2 separate regions of the Sus scrofa genome follow, and region 2 is linked to region 1. The links are chromatin contacts, called in public HiChIP or PLAC-seq maps. All regions are on one chromosome and are shown on one strand. Each heading gives the region's core, a stretch centred on a gene start, on an enhancer-like site or on the middle of the called end of the contact. The rest is flanking DNA. Distances are from core to core; before and after follow the strand shown. Region 1 overlaps SLC45A3 (solute carrier family 45 member 3). Region 2 overlaps SLC26A9 (solute carrier family 26 member 9).

Region 1 (5,605 bases), core at 2,651-5,150:
AAATTAAATAAAACGTAGAACATTTGAAGTTCCATCGTGGCTCAGCAGTAACGAACCCGACTAGTATCCATGAGGATGCAGGTTCCATCCATGTGCTCGCTCAATGGGTTAAGGATCCGGTGTTGCTGTGAGCTGTGGTGTAGGCCAGCAGCTGCAGCTCCAATTGGACCCCTAGCTGGAAACTTCCATATGCCACAGATGCAGCCTTAAAAAGCAAAAAAACAAACAAACAAAAAGGAACATTTAAAAAAATAAAGCTAGTTCTTGCACAGGGTGTTAACCATACTGACCACCTAAATTTAAGGGACAGGAAAGTCATTCACACTTGAAGGGGTAGAAGAGGTGGCAAGGCCGAGAACACTGAACTTGACCTGAGCCTGGCAGGAAGGAATGGGAAAGGGTGAGCACCAAGGCACAGTGGTGTCAGACCCTCCCCCAGGGGCTTCCTACTGCTGTAACTGGTCATGGGTGCTAGCTCCATCTCCTTGGCCACACTGTGAGCCCTTTGAGAAGGAAAATTCCCTTGCTCCTTTGTATCCTTACTCTTCCCACCCTCTCCCTCACCCTGTAAAGGGACACCCCAATTCTGGGGTGGCACAGCCACACCCAGTGCCAAAGGACTCGAGAATGTTGGCCTATGGCTCCATCTGCTGGTGGTGCTGGGAACTGAAGCTGCCAAACAGATCCCAGAAGGAAATTTAGGGTGATTTTAGAGAGAATAATAAATTTTCCCTTCAGAAAAGAGACAAAGACCAGTTAAACATATAAGAAGACTTTAATTTCATCACCATAAACATTATACTCTGATTGCTCACATACAGTATAAAATATTTACTCCACTAAATAAATAAGACATAACATTATTGCAAACGGCACTTAAAACCCCCCCAGAGATAAGACCTCCTTGGGGGGGGCGGGGGTGTGCTCCTGAGTGTCTGTGCTAGATTCCCCAAGTACAGATATGCCCTGGGGGCTGAGACGGAGAAAGGCTCAAGGAGCCACACTGTGCTTCTGGTCAGAACAGCCCCAAGGAGAGGGGCTGTGGTTGCCAGTGGGGAAAGGTGGGGGCTGGGCAGCTCCTTCATCAGCCCAGTCCTAGAGGGAGCAGAGGGGAGTTGAGGGGCGGCTCGGCCAAGAGAGGGGGAGAGGCTAGGAAGGCTGCTGAGACCTGGAACCCCACCAGCCACTTTTCCCCAGCCCTCCCCACCTTGGGTAACAGGATTTGGGATATGAGTTAGGCTGAGCAGAGCTTCCAAGCTCAGGATTAGGCAACGCGGGGGTTGGACCAATCACTCCAGGAGAAGGAGATGCTGGCCCAGTCACCAACCATCTCAGGGGACCTAGTCGTTAGGGATCTCATCCTACCCAACTCCTAGACACCAGCAGAGCTGGAAACTGATTCCCCTTCTACTTAAATAAATAAGTTAAATATTTAAAGACTTATGTCCCTATGATGGCAACACAGGGGCCAACAAGCCACATCCTAATAAAATTAGGGAACAGCAGAAAGGCTGTAACCCTGTGGAGCCAGGCAGCTTCCCTTCTCCCCTTAGGACTATGCCCCTCAGTGATTTTCATACATCAAATCCTATAGAGGAGAGTTCCATATTAGAAACTGCCATGCAAGAGCAACATTGGGGGAACCTATAGGATAAGGGGCCTTGGTGGCAGGAGACCAGGTGGTTGAGTTTACTCAGCTCCCCATGTCCCTTCTCTGGGTATGTCTCGGCCAGGGCACTAGCTGTTAACCCTGAGCCTGGGTTATCCCCTAGCAGAGGCCTGCATTACAGTGCACGGAGCTAATGGAATGCCCTGCCCTGCTCTCCTTGTAGAAGTCCAGACTAAAGCTTTTTGGAGAACTACCAGTCAACCAGCCCTAAAGACTGGGGAGAAGTGGGAGGGAAGGAGCCCCAGTCCCCCATCTGTGCAGCTATGCACCTCACTGCCACAGGGAGGCAGCAGAGAGCCACGCCACTTTGGCAGCAATAGAAACGGGAAGGCCAGCCCCCAGCCCAATGGCTGGGCTCACAGGAGACTGGGATAGCGGGAGCTGGGACCCAGGGAGGCCCGCCCTCTCTCAGCGGGTTAGAGGTACCCTACACTGAGTATTTGGCCAGGTCACTCTTGTCAAATACTACCTGCGTGACAAAGTAAATGGCAACCAGACCCAGGCCTGCGGCCGACACCATATAGGCAGTGACAGACTCACTGAGCTGAACAATGGAGCCCATAAACAGGGACGGGGCCACCTGGGACAGCAGGAAGGCACTGTCCAGGATGGCAAGGTCCAGGCAGATGCCCCGGCCCGGAACAACCCTGGCCTCTGGTGGCTCACCCACCACCGCACGCATGGAGACATCACAGGCAGAGGTCCCACAGAGTGTGGGTGGGGATGCGAGCAGACTGCTGCCTCCAGCACCGATGTGTCCGTTGGGGAAGGGGGATGCGGCCTTAGGGCCTGGCGGGAAGCTGGTCATCAGGCTGTCCTCACTGGCGCCAGCTCCATCGTCTCCTCGGTATTTAGGCAGGAAAACCTGGGGGAAGGGGGGACACCCAAGGACAGGTATGTACCCAAGCATACCCCAGCTATGAGAACAGACTCTGCCTTTATTCCAGGGGCTAGCAGAAACCAGGCAGCAGGCCAGAAGACAGCAGACCCTGCTTGGTCTGGGTCTAGTAAGGACCCTCCCCATGAGTGGGACACAGAGAGGGGGCTGGGAAACCAGAAGTCTGGGTCTCCTCTGGCTGCTCCTAGAATCGGTGAGTGGCAGACAAACTCAGTACTGAGGTTAGGAAGAGAACAGAAGCCCAGGTAAAGGAAAAGACACAGGAAGAATGAACACAGGCAAGAAGAGACACACATGTAAGAGCAGAGGAACAGGATCGAAAGGTGGGGCCCCCGAGGCCCCAAGTCCCTGCAGGAGCTCCTCACCTTCCTCCTGCCTGCCCTCATCAACCTCCACAGAGAGATGCTCCCCTCCCGCTGCGGGGCGCGGGGCCCAGGCTGTAGCTGCTGCCCTACTGTGAGGTCTGTGGCCCCAGCCTGGTGCAGGGAGGGTCCTCAGACCGGCCTGGAAGAAGCAAGGAGCAGAGGAATGGCCCGGCTGTGCTAATGCTGAAGGCTTCTTGCTGCTTCTCGCTGTCTGCCTTGGATCAGCATGACCTGCCCCTGCCCTGCCCACAGTGCCCCAGAGCCTCCCGTCTAAGGACAAGGTCAGAACTCACAGGACCACCATCCCCGGGCCCACTAGTGCTAACGAAGAGCTCCCAGAGTTGGCTGCATCAGAGCTGGGAGCGACAGCAGAGCTCAAACCTGACACCAGGGAAGCCCAAGGCTCGTGGTGCTGCTGGAAGGGGACAAAGCGGGTACAGCCAGGGTGTGGGGCCAACCCTGCCCTCAGCAGCTCTTTGGAACAGGCGTCCCAGGACCTCTCCTCCTGCCACCCCACACAACACCCCTCCACACCCACCCCTGCAGCTACCTAGTCAGTTATCCAGCCTTCCAGCTGGGTGTTTGCCACCCCACTCATGTCCTGCCAGGGGCAGAATGTGCCTTCCCTACGGTCTAGAAGCTCTACGAAGGTGGCATCACTTTTTCCTTGGGACACCCCAACTTCTTGCCCCCATGAGCAGAGCTCTGTTACCCAGGGCTGTAGCTCAGTGAGGCCAGTGGAGGGCAGCAAAGGTGACCGCACAACCTGGGTCAGAAGGCGTCCCACAGAAGGGGGCCCCTGGAGGGGCTGGAGAGGGTGGGGCAGGGCAGGAAGGAGGCCCCCACCTTACACAGTGCCCCAGCGAGCAGTGTCAGGTGCATCAGGCTCAGAGATCAGCCAATGAGGGCAGGGAAAGGGGACGAGGTAAAGGAGTGAGGCAGCAAAAGAAAAGAGAGAATTAGACAGAAAAGGAAGAGAAACTGAAAGACAGGGGTCAGCGAGGAGCCTTCCCCATCTCAGAGATGCAGGCAAGTTTGGTCAGTCACAAGGCCCCTCCCCGAATACAGAGAGGCGTGGTCAACACCAGACCATCCCTCACCAGGGGCTGCTGAAGCTGTGCCCCAGTGGTCATCTGATCCAAGCCCCCCGCCGCTGCAGAGAACCACCCAGTGCGGCCTGATTCTTCAGGATTCCTAGAGAAGGATTTTGCATTTCCTGCATCATCCACTCAAGGGCTTTATAGTCCTGACACCAGGAAGTCATTCCCAGAATCTAATCTGTACTCTTCTTCCGCAGCCCCAGTCTCAGCCCCCAGGGCTACAACAGGCTTCCTCCTCCATCAAAGAATATGCCTTCTGCAGCTTCTCCTGCCAGACGGGGGAAGCCTCCCTCCCACCTCCGCTCGGCTGCCAGTACCTGCTTCTCCCGGTGGTAGAGGGAGGCTAGCGTGTAGGGCAGGATCTGCAGGGCAGAGAAGGTGAACCCAGTGAGGGCGGCCGAAGCAGTCACCACAGCCACACTGCGGGACAGGCACGTGGCACCCGCAGCCACGGGGAAAGCCACCACGCTGGCCAGGTAGACAGCCCGGGTGCCGAAGCGCTGCACCAGCCGGTCCATGACCAGAGAGAAGAGCAGGGAGATGGCACACTGCAGGAACAGCCCCAGGCTGCCCATCCGGACCCCTGGGGAGGGAGGGGGAAAGGCGGTCAGACAAGGTGGGGGAGGCCCAATACAATCTTTGGGGTGGGGGTGGCTCAGAATTAGGAGCCACAGGCACCTGCTGTATTCCGGACCTGCTCCCCAGCCTCTCGCACCCTGCCCATAGGAACGGGAGTCCAGGTTCTTCCACTGACCTCAGGGGATGTGGCCAAAGCCACTGGCTAAGGGCAGAGGAAGATGTTCAAAGGGCTGACTGTGCTCAGCTTGCTGGGAGCCGGAGGGACACAAAGGCGGTTCTGCACAGGCTCCAAGACAGAGTTCCAGAATGCCTGAGCTGGAAGGGGCTGGCGATGGGGAAGTCAGCAGGAGAGCGGAGGGGACACTAAAGTTGGGGCCAGGTGGACCTGAGGCCCAGCCTGGGAACCTTAAAAAGCTCCACCTCTTCCTCTGTCAAGTGGGGGTGATGACAGGTCAAACTCTGAGCAGCCGGAGGCTCTGCCGAGACCACAGCAATGCCCGCACACACACACACGCAACCTGTACATGGGCCCATTTTCCTGATGGGGAAATCGGGGCCCAGATACACTGCTTCCAGCCCAGGCACTGGCCGTGGGCCTCTCCCTGCGCCTGAACATCCACTGAAGGGCAGCTCCCACAGAACCCCCTCCCCATGCCCGCCCCACCCCTACCCAGGCCTTACCTTCATCATAGTGTCTCCGGGCCTCAGTGCCCGGCTCAGCCCTGGGCACACCCTGGTACAGCCCCTCGCCCACGAAGTCCGTGTAAAACAGCGTGAAGGTCATGAATGCCATCCAACTGCACAGCTCGGCCACAAAGAGTCGGCGCAGGGTGCGAGGCATACGGCAGCAGAGCTGGTGCAGCCGGGGAAAGAGGGCGCCCAGGTTCCGGAAAGCCAGGCGGGCACGGCAGGGGCAGCAGTAGGACGGCATGGAGGGGACCGAGAGCCCTTCTGCGGGCTCGGCCGGGCCCAGCGCGGCCTCCTCGGCCACAAA
Region 2 (5,962 bases), core at 3,363-5,862, 220 kb after region 1:
GTTCTTAAAGGCTGGCAGTGGGGTGGGGGGGTCCCCATGGGCTGCCACAGGCAGGGCATGGGGGCATACGGTGTGCTGGGCAGGAGGCTTGCTCGTTGCTGGCCGGGGCCCTGAGGGTCAGCAGAACGGTGAAGAGGTGGCTCTCCCTGCTGCTGGGAATGGCTTGCTCCAGAGATGCCACGAGGGAAATAGGGGCAGGAGAGAGGACGGGGCCGAGGGTGGGGAGAGACCGGAGTCCAGATGGAGGTGCTCTCCTCTCCCCTCCACCCCCAGTGGTCCCGGGCTCAAGCTTTGTGGGAGTCCCAGGTGCCGGGTGCTCCGGAGGCAGCGCGCGAACCAGCTGGGCCCTCACAGGGCCGTCAGGGTCTCTGTGTGAAACATGCTTCCGAACATCTCCTGTGGGGCCGCAGGAAGGAGAGGGGATGGGGAGAGAGAGAGAGCGTTAGACCCGTGGGGCTCACGGTGGTCACAGTCAGCGGGTGGCCCTGCGAACCTCTGGAGAGAAAGAGGCATCCTGAGGAAGTGTGGGTGCGGATGTGTGCACATGTATGTGAACAGCGAAGAGGCAGGGCCAGTGCAAGAGATGAACTGGTACTGAGGTGACAAGAGAGGATGCTTTTTTTCCCCTTCTTTTTTTTTAACAGCTAGGGGTCCAATCGGAGCTGCAGCTGCTACCTGTGCCGCAGCTGGCAGGGACACTGCACTGGGTGAGGCCAGGGATCCAACTATGTTGGGTTCTTACCCCACGGAGCCACAATAAGAACTCCATGGAAGGCTGACTCTGAATCCCCTGCGGTGTGGTGTCTGACCTCCTCAGGCCCTTCCCTCCTTTCTCACTCCACTTTTCTTCATTAGGTAAAACGAGGGTTGTGATCAGACAAGCTCTGAAGTCCTTTCTTGCTCTGATAAGCTGTTTTGGTTCTCTCCAGGTTTGGGGAATGTGCTGGAGATTCCCTGGAGGCCCAGAAATCAGTCTGCCAAATCTTCGTTGTCCCGGCCCTATTTCATAACACCCCCCACATGCCATCAGCCCTCCCAGAGAGGTGTTCAGAGGACCATGGGGCAAACAGAAGGGGAAGAGGTAACAAAGTGAGATGTTATATCTGTTAGATGCAAAGCTAGATTCCTCTAAACCTAGTCATCTGGTTTCTTTTGATTCAGGGCATGGGGCTGGGAATCCTCTTCATGCCAGGACTGCAGGCTCTATGAGAAGTAACACTTCACATCTCCATAGTGCTTCCCCCCGCCCCCATTTTTTTCCTTTTTCTAGGGCTGCACCCATGGCATATGGAGGTTCCCAGGCTAGGGGTCCAATCAGAGCTACAGCTGCTGGCCTACACCACCGCCACAGCAACCACAGTTCTGAGCTGCGTCCGCGACCTATACCATAGCTCATGGCAATGCCGGATCCTTAGCCCACTGAGCGAGGCCAAGGATTGAACCTGCAACTTCATGGTTCCTAGTCGGATCTGTTTCCTCTGCACCACGACGGGAACTCCCATAGCTCTTAACTCTTAAATTCCTTCCACATACAGTCATATTTGTATCCCTTGAATCCATCGGATCCTACCAGAATAGAAGTTTTCCAAGGGCAGGGGTCTTTGTTTTGTTCACTGCTGTGTGCCTACCCTTGAATAGTGTGTGGCAAGTTGTGGGCACTCCATAAATACCAACTGAATTAATGAAAAAAAAAAAAAAAACACCAAAGGACTCTCCCACTCATCTTGTTAGGAGATGGGACAGGTATTTCCCCCATTTCCCTTATTTTTTACAAGATAAACCCTGGGGCCGTGTGGTGTTACTTGGCTTGCCCCAAATCCGTGGCCTGTGCGTTGGAGAGTTAAGAATAGATATGAGTTCTCCAGGACTTGGTCCAGTGACTCTCCCCTCCCCCAGGATGCCTTTCCGGGAGTGAGAAGAATTAAGATCTGCTATTAAAAGAAAGATGAGAAAGAAACGTTGTTGCCTTCAAGGTGACTGCTCTGGCTTGGAGGTGGAGGAGTCCAGCCAACACTGTGGGTTTGAGAGGCTCTTCCTCCATCAGCTCAGCTTACCTGCTCCAAGTCCCAGTAGCTGGGGCCGTCCTCCTCTGAATCGTACAAAGAGAGCTCAGGGTCCACTGGAGCCTGGACGGGGGCGGGGAGGAAGGAAAGGGGAGCAGAATGAGTGCCAGTGCCTGAATGACAGCCTGGCTCCAAGGGCAGGCTCCAGGGGAGAGGGAGAGGGGGGACCACATGTTCTTTTTTTTTTTTTTTTTCTGTCTTTTTGTCATTTGTTGACTGCTCCCACAGCATATGGAGGTTCTCAGGCCAGGGGTCTAACTGGAGCTGTAGCCGCCAGCCTACACCAGAGCCACAGCAACTTGGGATCCGAGCCGCATCTTCAACCTACACCACAGCTCATGGCAACGCCGGATCCTTAACCCACTGAGCAAGGCCAAGGATCGAACCCGCAACCTCATGGTTCCTTGTCGGATTCACTAACCACTGGGCCACGACGGAAACTCCGGGGGACCACAGGTTCTGACACAACTCACCCTCTTGCCCCTTCCCTCGCCTCCCTCATTTGCCTCTCAAAATACAGCCCAGCTGTGCTCTTCTTCCTCACAGCAGACAGGTGTGCATCGGGGGCGGCCTCTGCAGTGGGGCTCTCAGAGGCAGGGAGGGTTACCTAGCTTATGGGGAGGACTGGCTAGCTGCCTGACCTGGGGGTCTGTTTCCCCGCCCTGGAAGTCTGTTTCCTCATCTGTAAGAGGGTACTCGAACTCACTTTGCTGGTTCTCCTTCACTGCACTGTTGAAAAGGGTGTGTGTGTGTGTGTGTGTGTAATTCGTATATGTGTATATATTCTGTAACATGTAAATGTACAATGGGTATAATATAAATTTTTAAGAATATCTACACCGTAGCGGAGTTCCCATCGTGGCTCAGGTGTTAACGAACCCAACTAAGATCTATGAGGATGGGGGTTCAATCCCGGCCTTGCTCAGTGGGTTAAGGATCCGGCATTGCTGTGGCTCTGGCGTAGATTGGCGGCAACAGCTCCAATTAGACCCCTAGCCTGAGAGCCTCCATATGCCACAAGTGTGGCCCTAAAAAGCAAAAAAAAAAAAAAAAAAATCTACACTGTAGTAACTGGACATTATTTGTGCAATAACGGATGCTGAGGATTCTTCCAGAATCTCCCTCTTTGCTCTGGCGACGAGGTGCATGTGGCCAGAAAGGCCTTTGCTCTCACACAGTTTCTCTCTGTGTGCCATGGGCTGGCGCCAGGCCCCGTGTTTCCTTGGGCAGGCTTTCAGCACTTAGAACAGATGGCTTCACCTTTATCAGTCTCTTAAAGCAAAGAGCAAGTGGTTGCCCTGGGGCCAGAAAAGACTTTCTGAGGACCCACAGAGGGCAGAAGAGTTTTTTTGTTTTTTCGTTATTGTTTTTTGTTATTTTATTTTTTTATCATGGGCACAGCACAGAGTCTTGGGAGGTCAAGGGCAGCATGAGCTGGGAGGGCAATCTTGGAGGTGGGGTTGGCTGGGGAGGCCTGGGCAAGGACTCCAGCAGGATGGGATTTTTCTACCTCCCGGGCTTTCTGGAGTGTTATTTGTAGACAGTGTTATTTGTAGCTCATTTGCATACCGCTTACTGAGCTAGGAAATTAAATGTCAAGAAGCTGAGACAAAACCCTGAGCCATACTCTTCATCCATCACCAGTCTGAAATCTCTAAGCTCTGCTAAATTAAAACGGGCAGGCTTACTCCCCTCCCTTCTCCAAGGCTTCTTCTAGAAAGAGGGAAGGAGCAGGAGAGGGTCGGCTGTGCCAGAATTCTGGGCATAACCTACTACGCTTTGGGTGTTTGTGTGATCTGGAAATTAATGTTGGTAAAGAATTTTATAATACAAAACTCTTGAAAGGGACATAAAAAATATGATCAGATGATCCTAAAGTCAAAATAAAAGAAAAATCCTGTGAGTTAGGTAATATTACCTTGGGGTAGCCATTCCACAGATAAGAAAACAGCTTCAGAAACATTTATCTTTTCGCTTTTTTGGTCTGCACCTTTGGCATTTGGAAGCTCCCAGGTCCAATCAGAGGTGCTGCTGCCAGCCTATGCCACAGCCCCAGCAAGGCAGGATCTGAGCTGTGTCTGCGACATACACCACAGCTCATAGCAACACCGGATCCTTCACCCACTGAGCAAGGCCGGGGATCAAACCCGCATCCTCATGGATCGTAGTTGAGGATTGACGGGAACTCCCAGAAAAGTTAAACGACAGAATTGGTGTTGGAACCCAAACCGTCCTGCTATTTCAGTGCCCTGGGGCCCAGGGTTCTCTAAGCACAGACATCTTACCCCTCGGAAAGCATGTCCTGGGGCCACTTCCTGGGCCTTTGCCTGGGCAAAGAGGACAGCATCGTGTATGCTGGGAAAGACGTGATCGCGCTCTAGACACCCATCTTCAAAGACGCCTCCGTGGCTAATGTCATTGTACACCTGGGCTGGAAAGAGGGAAAGAGCACCTTCAAAAGGTAACCCCGTTGTGGACTGGAGCTGGGGGCAGGGGAAGATGGTGAGAGGGAAGGGGAGAGCAGGCTTTGCAGTATCAGTTCTGGACAGCAGGGGGCAACTCGAGCTCGAGGATGCTGAACATTCAACCCAGGGCAGAAGGAAGCAATTGGATTCAGGGAGTTGGTAGTTTGCGGTGATTCCAGAGGGAAAGGCTAAACGATCTGGGGGGTGGTGTCCAGTGAGGGGTGGGGGGGAGAGCCTCTGCTCTAACTCCAGAGCACACACAGAGCAGGTCACTGCCGGTACAGACGCTCACCCTGAGCGGAGCTGCAGCTGCCTAGGCCTGCTGGCAGTCGCTGACCTCAGAGGGAATCAGGGTGTGTGTGGGCCCCTTCCCATTCCCTTGTGTGTCTGTGTGCACCTGCTGTGTGTCCACATCCCTGCACTCTGTATACATGCTAACAAGGCGAAGGTCCACTGCCACTTGGCATGTCCTTGAGGCTGTGTATGTGTGCCCCTTGGAGGCTGTGTGCCTATAAAATTGTGTGTCTGAATCTTCCCCAGATAGTTATGGTATATCTAACTATACTGTAGAGAAGATACCCAAATTCATCTGGTCCACCCCCTCATTTTATGAAGGTGGCAACTGATCCCTAGATAGATGAAGTGACCTGACCAAGGAGATATGTGGCAAGTTACTGGTGGGGCAAATTAGAATCCTAGTTGCCATACCCGTGACATGTGGAAATTCCCAGGCCAGGGATGGAAGCTATACCACAGCAGTGACAACACTGGATCCTTAACCCACTGAGCCACCAGGGAACTCCCCTAGCTGTCCTTTTTTTTTTTTTTTGTCTTTTTGTCTTTTTGCCTTTTCTAGGGCTGCTCCTACGGCATATGGAGGTTCCCAGGCTAGGGGGCGAATCAGAGCTGTAGCCGCCAGCCTACACCACAGCCACAACAACGCCAGATCTGAGCCGCGTCTGCAACCTACACCACAGCTCATGGCAACGCTGGATCCTTAACACACTAAGCAAGGCCAGGGATCGAACCTGCAAGCTCATGGTTCCTAGTCGGATTCGTTAACCACTGAGCCATGACGGGAACTCCCTTTCTTTCTTTTTTTTTGATATTTTTTGTCTTTTTAGGGCCACACTCATGGCATATGGAGGTTCCCAGGCTAGGGGTCCAATCGGAGCTGAAGCCACTGGTCTATGCCACAGCCATAGCCACATCAACTCCAGATCCAAGCTGCATCTGCCACCTACATGCAGCTCATGACAGATCCTTAATCCACTGAGCAAAGCCAGAGATCGAACCCATGTCTTCATGGATGCTAGTCGAGTTTGCTAACCACTGAGCCACCACGGGAGCGCCATCATTGTCCTTAACTCCACAATCCCCACTCTGTTTTTGAGACCCCTAGGATGTTTATATACTCTAGCTGTGGTCCCTTCT

Evidence for each region. HiChIP or PLAC-seq counts read pairs in DNA pulled down with a chosen protein or histone mark.
Region 2: a contact with region 1 is called in an H3K27ac HiChIP or PLAC-seq map of alveolar macrophages. The contact joins two enhancer-like sites. A contact is called at or near these places in 1 of 47 Hi-C or Micro-C datasets (embryonic fibroblasts) and 1 of 2 datasets of contacts at active chromatin or transcription factors (alveolar macrophages).

What each region holds. Positions count from the first base shown.
Region 1 is chr9:66,343,986-66,349,590 of Sscrofa11.1, forward strand. It overlaps SLC45A3 (solute carrier family 45 member 3), which reads right to left. Exons shown (of 5, transcript XM_003357397.4): 3 at 5,293-5,605; 4 at 4,350-4,615; 5 at 757-2,534. The coding sequence ends at 2,097. Among named protein-coding and RNA genes, the nearest start is that of SLC45A3, 19 kb to the right of the region's middle. Within about 2 kb of position 3,901, at least 10 of the 83 cell types and tissues checked have an H3K27ac peak or open chromatin away from gene starts, as enhancers often do. A contact at or near this core is called in alveolar macrophages, where this site is marked.
Region 2 is chr9:66,559,464-66,565,425 of Sscrofa11.1, forward strand. It overlaps SLC26A9 (solute carrier family 26 member 9), which reads right to left. Exons shown (of 21, transcript XM_021063285.1): 19 at 4,349-4,494; 20 at 2,055-2,126; 21 at 1-396. The coding sequence ends at 349. Among named protein-coding and RNA genes, the nearest start is that of PM20D1, 12 kb to the left of the region's middle. Within about 2 kb of position 4,613, at least 11 of the 83 cell types and tissues checked have an H3K27ac peak or open chromatin away from gene starts, as enhancers often do. A contact at or near this core is called in alveolar macrophages, where this site is marked.